2 separate regions of the Mus musculus genome follow, and region 1 is linked to region 2. The links are chromatin contacts, called in public promoter capture Hi-C maps. All regions are on one chromosome and are shown on one strand. Each heading gives the region's core, a stretch centred on a gene start, on an enhancer-like site or on the middle of the called end of the contact. The rest is flanking DNA. Distances are from core to core; before and after follow the strand shown. Region 1 holds the start of Rnf34 (ring finger protein 34). Region 2 holds the start of 1700040P09Rik (a long non-coding RNA gene).

Region 1 (5,350 bases), core at 1,977-4,476, 340 kb after region 2:
CTGACGTCTTCAGACACCAGACATACATGTATGTCTATACATGCGCACACACAATCGTGAGCGTGTTCATGTTCAAGTGCCCACATGTGCTTGAGCAAAGTGCACATGCTATATGGTGCCTGTTATGGAGGTCAGAGGACAATTTGGAGTCTTCTCCTCTTGATACACTAAATCCAGGGATGCATTTTAGTTCATGAACCTTATAACGTCAAGTGCCTTTGCCCACGGAACCATCTAAACAGACCCTGGATTTTATTTATTTTTATTTTCTATTTATTGTTATCATTGTGTGTTATAGAGGTGTGGGGGGATATATGATGTTTGTGCCCCGACATCTATATGGAGGTCAGAAGACAACTTTGTGGAGTTGGTTCCCTCCTTCCACCTCCTTTATGTGCGTTCTGGGGACTGAACTCAGACCCTCAGGCTTGGACCACGAGTGCTTTTACATGCTGAGATCTGTTTTATAAATGATTTTCTCTTTTTTTCCTTGGTAGCAGTAGGGACTGAGCCAAAAAAAGATTCTGTTGTATGCAGGGGGTCAGCCCTGACTCACATACCCAAAAATGTATACATTTGTTTCCGCATTCATTAAGTGATGGACATTTGTGCTGTGTCCGCATTTGTGCCCGGAATCCTCCTGCAAGTTTTGCGGTGGACATGTGTTCTTACTGGGTGCACAGGAATGGAACTGTTCGGTCATAGGTAACCTTAGGCTTCACATTCTTAAATGATCGCCAGAATTCCGCAAAGCAGCCTGATCACGTGATATCACTGCTGTGTTCTCTATGCCTTTACCCCAAGGCTTACATGCCTGCTGTTCTTTTCAAAATCCTGCTAGGAGGGCTATCTGTAGTTTTACTTGCATTTCTGGGACAGCTAATGATGGTGGGCATATTTTTTTTTATGTGTTTATTCATTAACCCTTGAAGATTATTCAGAGAGTGAACTAGTCTTTGCCTCACCAGCAAATATGATTTTTGGAGACAAAATTTTACTATCCACCCCCGGCTGGCCTGAAAGTTACTATGTATATGAGGCTGGCCTTAAATTCACAGACATCCACCTAACTCTACTTCCTGACTGCTGGGATTGAAAATGTGTGCCACCACGCCTTAATATTTTAGCTAAAACCAACCGTGTGTATACTTGCACGGGTCAGGGCTGGAAGCCAATGTTGGATGTTTCCTTCAACTGTTTTTTTTTTTTTTTTTTAATCTTACCAAGACAAGGTCATTCACTGAGCCTGGAGCTCTCCAATTATGCTAAATTGGCCAGTAAACTCAGCTATCCTCCTGCTTCTACCCACAGAGTACTAGAATTACTGATGAATACCACCAAACCTGATTTTTACATAGGTGCCAAGGAGGGAACTCAGATCCTGGTCTTCATACAGCAGGCATGTGGTTGATGGGAAACATATCTTTAGCCCCACCAGCAAATGGCTTTTAATTTCTTTGCCTAGATGATGAGCAGAAAAATTACTGTCTAATAGTTTTTCTTCTTGTCCTCTGTGTAAGCCCTGGTTGTCCTGGAGCTTTCTCAGTAGGCAGGCTGTTCTTGAACTCACAGAGACCCACTGCCTCTTGCCTCCTGAGTGCCAGACAAGATATTACATTATCTCAATAGAGCCTGAAGAAAAATAGGCTTGACATAGTCCAAGGACATAGCATGCTATGGTTTGTTTTGTTTTGAGCCAGGGTCTGACGATGTAAAGTGGCTGGTCTGGAATTCAGAGACATTCACCTGCCTCTGCCATCCTGGGTTTAAAGGCCTGTGCCACTGCACCCAGCTGTATTCGTGTTCTGTCAAAAAGTTCATCTAAGCAGATGTTGAAAAAGAATAGAACAGGGGCTGGCTCAGCGGTTAAGAGCACTTGCTGTTCTTACAGAGGACTTGGGTTTGGTTTCTAACACTCACATAGTGGTTCACAACTGTAATTCAGTTGCAGGGCATCCAACATCCTCATCTGACTTCCCTGATCACTGTACACATGTGGTGCACAGATACACATGCAGGCAAAACCAGATACAAAGAATTTTAAAGTATTATTATTATTATAAGAATAGGAGTTGTCTGGGTCTTCGCTAAGGAAGAAGTAACATCTTGAGCTCTAAAATTTCAATTATTATTATTATTTTATTATTTTTTAAGACAGGGTTTCTCTGTATAGCCCTGGCTGTCCTGGAGCTCACTTTGTAGACCAGGCTGGCCTCGAACTCAGAAATCCGCCTACCTCTGCCTCCCAAGTGCTGGGACTAAAGGTGTGTGCCACCACGCCCGACCTCAAATATTATTTTGAAGTGAGAGAAAGAAATGTAGGAAAACCAACTAATTAAAGCCTTAATCCAGCAAGGCTGAAGAAATTTATACCATCTTTTGCCACTTGTTTTTCTGCCCCGACGTCAGTTTGAAGGGATCATGTGAATTCTTTGAAAGGGTTAGTTAGTACTTGGGTAAATTTGAACATTACATCAATTGGACGCAGTTGTGGTGGAACACATCTTTAATCTCAAGCACTCGGAAGGCAGAGAGGCAGGCATGATTTCTCTGAGTTCCAAGCCAGCCTGGTGTAAACTGGGAGTTCTCTGGCCAGCACAGCCAGGAAAAAATCTTGTCTAAAAAGAAAACCGCACACACACACATACGAACCGAACGACAAAGAATTGGAATTGGACAGCCTTTGGTTCTTCAGCCGTTCTCAGTACATCTTCTAAATGGCTCGCCCTAGATCGTGCTGCCCCTCTTCCTTGAGGAGATCCGAGGTTCTCCTGGTGATGAGATCTAGAACATTCGGAGAATGGGTTAAGCCCGAGAGAGGCCCTGCTCCGCAGGTTAGAATAAAAGCTTCAAACCAACAGTGTTTCCTACTTCACCACAGCTCTTTTTCTGCCTCGGGCCGAGGGAAGCTATCCACCCAAAATAGGAAGCCAATTCAGCCTGAGCGGCTTTCTCTCCGACAGACCGGGCGTCACGTCGCGTCACGCCCCGCCCCGCCCCTCTTCGCCCCGCCCCGTTTCCCTCCGCCCCTCCCCTCTCCCCTTCGCTCGCAAGACTGCGCCCGAAACCCCGCCCCTTCTTCACCATTTCATTGGCTTTGGTGATCGGGCCCCCCGAAGACCCGCTTCGGATTGGTGGGCTCCGCCCGCCGCTCGGCGTCTTCCCGGGGCGTGAGCCGAGCGTGGCCATGCCCCCTTACGTAGGGACGCTCAGTGGGTCTCGGGAGGCGCCGCATTCGCCGCCTTAGAAGGAAGGAAGATCCGTTGTGTGAGGAGGCTGCTATGGTGCTGAGTTCCCCGGTAGAGCCGACCGAGCCGAGGCGGTCGCGGCCATGAAGGTGAGGGGCTGGTGGAGCCGGGAGGCTCTCCTTGCCTCTCCCGTACGCCCAGAGCGCTTCCTGTTTTCCGTCTCAGCGGTTACCCAGAGGGGCTTCGTGAGAGACCACCACGTAGCGGGGCGCCCGGCCCGAAGTGTGTGTGGGGCCCCGACCGGTTCCAGCCGGAGAGGCCAGGCAGCAGACCCTCCCGAGCTCCCACAGCGCCCTCCGGCGTCCTGGCCGAGGAGGCGGCTAGTGGCCCTGCGGTCTCAGCCCGCTGGGCCCTGTTCCCAGGGCCCTGTGCTCTTCTCGGGGTCCCGAGCTTTTTTTTAAGCCGCAAGAGCCTCGGTGTCTCTGGCCATGGCTGTGCCCTCTGCCTCCCCCGAGTCCTTGAGCTAACCCAGACTTCGGGGGGTGCATCACGAGACAGAAGGCATAGAGAGCGCTGCGTGGTATGATGAGGCTAGGACCTGAGTGGCCCATGGGGGGTTGGGGGTGTCCTCCTTCAAGGAGTCCTTCCCGTGGGTTTAAATGTTGTGGCCGTGACCTAGAGCGCTAGACGTGTCTACATCGCCACTAGGTACGCAGCAAGTAATTTGGCAGCCTTGCTCCCAGGTGGGAGTGAGAGCGTGGGAGAATCACTGATAGAAGTTTCAGAAAAGGGCAGGTTTTGTGTGTGTGTATGTGGTGTGTGTGTGTGTGTGTGTGTGATTTTGGCCTACTTAGGGGAGATGAATTTTCTCAACCCCATCGCAGAGAGTTCTAAAGAGGCTGTGTACAGCAGTCAATTCAGGCATTGATTCATTTGCCCAAAATCAAGTCAAATGGCGTGAGTCAGAAGGTGGTGATGTCTTCCCTCACGGTGTTGTATCCATCTCGTGGAAGAAGTAAGTGTGTTGGCTTTGGGCTGCTAGATTGACGACCTTGCACAGAGTGTCAAAGATTTACTGTGGACGATTGAAGAGAGGGTCAAGTGGATAGAGAAATTCAGCAAGTGTTTTGCCCAGCACCTTCACTGCCTTAGTCAAGATGGGGTAGAGGTAATTCAAAATATAATCACCCTGTTTAAGAAAGAGTTTGCCAGTTAAAAGAAAAGAGCCCCTTAAGCATGGTGGCACAAGCCCGTGATCAGCGTTTAGGAGGTAGAGGTGGAGGATTGCTGCATGTTTGAGGCCAAGCAAGTGTTTTCGTGGAAAACCAACCAACAACAATCCCCTGAGAGATAGATCTCAAGTAGCCACATTACAAACTGCAATAATGTAAGGTGTGTGTGTGTGTGTGTAAAAAACTCTCAAGCAAGAAAAATAACCATACCTTCAGTGTTGCGTACCTGTGATCTCAGGCATTTGGGAGCTGGAGGCTGGAGTCAAGACAATTAGTTTTTCACAGGTATTCTTGGCTTTGTAGTAAGTTTGAGTCCAGCTTGCACTGCATGCGGTCCTATTTCAAAACATCAGGTCCCCTGCTGCTGGAATCCTGGCCGAAATTGGGAGTAGGTTAACTTCTTTGTTTTGAGATAGGGTTTCACTGTCAATCCCTGACTGGCCTGGAATTGAGTATGTAGGCTGTCCTCCCTCCTGAATTTGGATTACAAATGTAGGATCTGGAATCAGTGACATTTGAATTGACGTTAAGGATGAGGATATTGTGAAAGCTTTAAAAAATTGTTTAAAAATGTTTTTAGGTTAATGTGTATGAGTGTTTTGCCTGTATGTATGTATGTATGTGTGTGTGTGTATGTGTGTGTATATGTATATATATACATACATACATACATACATACACCATCTGCATGCCTGGTGCTCACAGAGATCAGAGGTGGCATTAGACCCCCCTGGAACTGGAGTTACTAATGGTTGTGAGCCACCATGTAGGTTCTAGAAACCGAACCTAGGTCCTCTGTAAAAGCAAAATGAGTGCTCTGAGCTGCTCATCTCTCTCTCCAGCCCTTAAGGTTTTTGTTTTGTTTACAGTTTTTTTTTTTTTATTTTATAGGTATGAATGCATGCATATCTGTGCACCACAAACATGTAT
Region 2 (4,823 bases), core at 924-3,423:
GCTATGGCAACTTGTGGGAGGGGACGTTTTTGAGGCCAAAGAACATCCTGGAAGAGGCTTCTCTGACCCAAGGAAAGGCAAGCTGGGGCTGGAGGTACAGCCTGACATTCACATACGTGCACCCACATGAGGAATGTCCAGAAAATACCTGCCCCCTTATCTTCTCTAGCCTTATTTTATTTACATATTTCTTTATTTTTGCTTTTTTTTTTTTTTTTGGAGACAAGATCTCATGTATCCCAGGCTGGGGATGACCTTTAAACTCTGACTCTCCTGCATCTATCTCCTGCGTGCTGGGATTACAATACAGAGCTGGGAACCGAACCAAGGGGCTCGTGCATGCTGGGCAAGCCTTTCACCAGCTGAACTGTGTCCCCGCCCCATCTCATCCTTCTTTCTTAATAGAAAACCTGAGCTGGAAACCTTTGGAACATTCCAGCAAGGACTTCAGTGGGTCATAACATAATTCTAGAAAACAGTCAAATACACACACGGAATCAGGCTAATTAAGACCAAAAGGGAAAAGAAACTGGGAAGGCAGATGTTATCCTTGGCAAACTCTCCACTTGTGCAGTACGCTCAGGAGTCACGTGTTATTTCCTTCCATCCTTAGGTTCAGGTGTCAGGTGTCACTGTCATTTCTATTAACCCCCCCCCCCCACACACACACACACACGCACAAGATTCTGATAATTGGTTCTCAGGTTGTCACTTGTTGAAGTCACACACTTACAAACCAGAGCTAGGTATGATACACACGTGTGGTCTGTATAGCATTCAAGAAGATGAGGCAGGATGACTGTAGTGTCTGAGGCCAGCCTAAGCTACCCATTGAGTTCTGAGCCATCCTGGGCTATAAAGCAAGACCCTGTCTTGAAACAGAGAGGAGGGTTGGTCCTGGAGAGACAGATGGCTCAGTGGTTAAGCGCACTTTACTGTTCTTGTGGAGGACTGGGGTTCTATCCGGTGACTTACACCCAACTTAAACTACAGTGCCAGGAGATCCCATGTCCTCTCCTGGTCTCTGCTGGCACCAAGGGAGTGTGTGGTATACAGACATACATACATTCAAGCATATAAATCATACACATAAAATAAAAATAAGTGTTTTTTTTTAAAGGGAGAAAAATATCTTTATAATATTCTCTGTTCACTTCCTCCATTGCTGGGGACTCAGGATGCTTATTTGAATGGAATTTGTACGGATCAATTTTTTCTTTTCTTTCTTTTTTTTTTTTTTCTTCGAGACAGGGTTTCTCTGTATAGCCCTGGCTGTCCTGGAACTCACTTTGTAGACCAGGCTGGCCTCGAACTCAGAAATCTGCCTGCCTCTGCCTCCCGAGTGCTGGGATTAAAGGCATGTGTCACCACGCCCAGATCCGGATCAATTTTTTTAAAAGATTTATTTATTATATGTATGTGAATACACTGTAGCTGTACAAATGGTTGTGAGCCTCCATGTGGTTGCTGGGAACTGAATTTTTAGGACCTCTGATCGTCAGTCCCTGTTTGCTCCCACGCAAAGATTTATTTATTATTATACATAAGTACACTGTAGCTGACTTCAGACGAACCAGAAGAGGGCGTCAGATCTCATTACGGGTGGTTGTGAGCCACCATGTGGGTGCTGGAAATTGAACTCAGGACCTTCGGAAGAGCAGTCAGTGCTCTTACCCGCTGAACCATCTCGCCAGCCCGGGTCAATTCTTCATATCATAAAATATACTAAATCTCGTAGAGGAAAGAGAGTTAAGCATTAGGGGAAGCAATCAGAGGACACCACAACAGCAAGCTCCACGGAGATAAACTCGGAGGTACTTTAGATACAAAAAACGTTTAAATCTGCCTAAAACGAAGGGAGGGGCTCTACGCAGGAGTTCTGGGAAGACATTAGCGATTCCTGAAAGTCGTTTTCACGACAGAAGCCAGTGATTCTGTGGTGTGTGAAAGTGTTCAGACACAGATCACCCCTGCTGCAAACAGCAGTTGAATTCCTGACCCTTGTCTTGTCCTGACCTAGGTCTTGTCCCTCCTCCCAGACCTAGCCAAGGGAGAGAAGGCCCCTTTGAGTCCTGCAGAAATGCAGCCTCTTCATGGGTGGGGCATGGACAGCTGTTGCAGTCACAGTGAGGGGGTGGGGCGGGGGCGGGGCGCCTCCCCCCCACCCCCCACCCCCGCAGCGATCTGCAGGAGGCCAACGACTGCGAACTGCGTGGACCTGAGCTGGCATTTGGCCAGGACAATGGGATTAACTTCCCAAGCGCTGGCCAAAAAGGGCCCTGGGATTTTTATTTTTATTCGTTTTCCATTACAACTGCACAGCAACGCAAACAAAGCCCCAAACAAGGTGAGCCACCATGGAGTCCCTTCCCTTCGCGGGGTGGCATCTCAGTGCCACACATCTTGCTGACCTTGGCTCACCCAAGGTTCCAACTAGAGAGTTTGATTACCTCCCACCCCAGGGACAATGGGAAAGAGGCATGGTGAATGCCCAGCTAGCTCCGTGTGCACGCAAAAAGGGAAGTACATCAAGGTGCGAGCCCGGAGCCCATTGTACCCAGGAACAATACCTTAATGAGAAACTGGTACAGATCCAAGAAAGGAGAGGCCCTACCTCCTCCAGACCCCAGATCTGGCACCTAGGTACAAGGGGTCAGAAGACAAAGGGGTCAGGGCTGAGGACAGCCAAATGTCAACCAGAGATCGAGTGAGCGAGGAGGGGAGAGCCTAGAGTAGCAGAAGAGAACAGGCTTGGGAGAGCCTCGAGAGGAGGTTCCCCCATCCACAGAGGGGTGTTGCATCTTGTGAGCTGCCTGTTCTTCAGCTAGGTGATTTAGCACCAACCGCTCACCTTTTGGCAACCAGAGAAAGAAAGTAAGAGACTTGGTAGTCAGTGTGAATTGACAGCATGGTCTTTGGGCAAAGCAACTAAAACGGTGTTCACACTTCCTGGTTTGTCAGAGGGGACAGTGAGATAGCTCAGCAGGTTAAAATCATAAATAAATGAATGAATGGATGAATGAATGAATGAATGAATGAACAGACAGACAAACAAACAGCTAAAGCATTTGTGGAGCAACCGTGCGGAGCTCACCTGAACCCTCGCTGAGAGCCAGATGAGGTAGCTCGTGTCTGTAATCCCAGCACCCTAAGGTGAGGTGATGTGAGGTGAGGTGAGGTGGGAGACAGAAGACAGAGACAGAAGACAAGAGAATGGTCTGGGAGCTGGAGTATGCAGACTTCAAGCTGCTAGACAACAGCGAGGAAAGAGATCAGACTACTGAAAACTTGTCCTGTCTCCTTCACACATGTCGCATACACACACACACACACACACACACACACACACTCACACACACACTACATAATTAAAAATAAAAATGAAATTAAAGATGTAAATACTTTTTAAAATGTACCCTTCTCTCCTGCATCCTGACTGCAGCCTCCTCTCCCTCCACTTCTCCCAACCCCCCCTCATCCCCCCCACCCCCTTCTCCCCCAGATTCACTGCCCTTCCGGGTCCCTTTAGAAAAGAGCAGTCTTCTCAGGGATGTCCTGAATTATGTTTTGTCCATGACAAGATGCAGTAAGACTAGGGACAAACATGGTAGGGTGGCACATACCTCCCAGCACACGGGAGGCAGAGACAAGCAGGCCTCTGGCTTTGAGGCTAGCCTGGTCTACAACAGTGAGTTTCAGGATACATAGAAAGTTCTTGTCTCAAAAATCCATCCATCCACACATCTATACCTACATTTAAAAAAAAAAAAAGGAAAAAAAGAAAGGCTTGGGGTATGGCTCTGGGTTCCACCCTCAGCACCCTGCCCCTAAAATGTGGGTAACCGAATCACCTTTATATCTCCCTGGGGTCACAGAGGGAATCTCCCGGTGTTTATTATTTAACCATCCACTGACAGGCATTTGCATGGCTTCTCCCTCTGAGCTATTGTGAACAGTGCTGTAATGTACGGACACCTCTCCAAGACAGCCTGCAATGTTCTTGGGTTCTCTCTGCCCAGGCACGCAGTAATGGGATTGTTAGGTCAGATGTTGTGTGTGTGTGTGTGTGTGTGTGTGTGTGTGTGTGTGTGTGTGTGTGTATGTGTTTAATGTTTATTACTGGGTGTTGAACTTTGTTGCTCACACAGCAAGTGAGTACTCTACCATCGGGCTATAGGCCAAGCCTTTTTAATGTTTTGAGACAGGGGCTTACAAAGTTGCCCAGGTTAACCTTGAACTCGAGGTCCTCCTGTCTCAGTCTCCAAGCAGCTGAGATGCCAGGCCTGAGAGCCACTAGGCTGATATTTCTTTCTCAATTTCCAACACCGCACCACACCCTTTTGCTTACAAGCCTTGCCCCTAACCTTTACCCCCACCACCTGGGCGAGCCTATCCTTCCTGCAATTCAACTCTGGCTCCTTAGGGTGCCCCAGGCCTGGCAGCCCCACCCTGTGCATCCCTTAGTTAGGACTCCCGGGGCGTTTCATGATAGAGCCCGGCTCAGGCTCTGGATGGAGTGTCTACTGCTTGAACCCCCTCCAGTCCTGGGCTGGCTGGTTTCAACTCCCTAAGACTGGGAGGTACTGTCTCTTCCCCCTTATTTCCCTCCTCTTTCTCCTCAGGAGGAAGATTTGACTGTCAGGAGGAGCTGGTGACCTCATTCTGTCATTCTGTTCTTGGGGCCACTGAAGGGAGGAAGCTGGCTCTGCCGGGAGCAGGTGCTCACAATCTACATCTTTTGTGGGAACGTCCTCTTGAGTTTTTGGTTATTTTTTTTTGTTTTGTTTTGTAGCCTTGGGGCCGCCTATGATCCTAGGAGTCTG

Evidence for each region. Capture Hi-C pulls out chosen DNA fragments and counts their contacts.
Region 1: a contact with region 2 is called in a promoter capture Hi-C map of pancreatic islet. The contact joins the promoter of Rnf34 here to the promoter of 1700040P09Rik in region 2. A contact is called at or near these places in 4 of 39 promoter capture datasets (erythroid cells, hippocampal neurons, liver and 1 more), 4 of 484 Hi-C or Micro-C datasets (CD4 T cells and embryonic stem cells), 3 of 115 datasets of contacts at active chromatin or transcription factors (effector CD8 T cells, large pre-B cells and neural tube) and 1 of 9 other capture datasets (pancreatic islet).

The regions. Positions count from the first base shown.
Region 1 is chr5:122,846,962-122,852,311 of GRCm38.p6, forward strand. Rnf34 (ring finger protein 34) reads left to right here and starts at 3,227. Exons shown (of 6, transcript NM_030564.1): 1 at 3,227-3,337. The coding sequence starts at 3,332. Gm33044 (predicted gene, 33044) reads right to left here and starts at 2,975. Exons shown (of 2, transcript NR_169045.1): 1 at 2,872-2,975; 2 at 2,489-2,784.
Region 2 is chr5:122,511,832-122,516,654 of GRCm38.p6, forward strand. It overlaps 1700040P09Rik (a long non-coding RNA gene), which reads left to right and starts at 2,174. Exons shown (of 2, transcript XR_387696.4): 1 at 2,174-2,347; 2 at 4,623-4,751.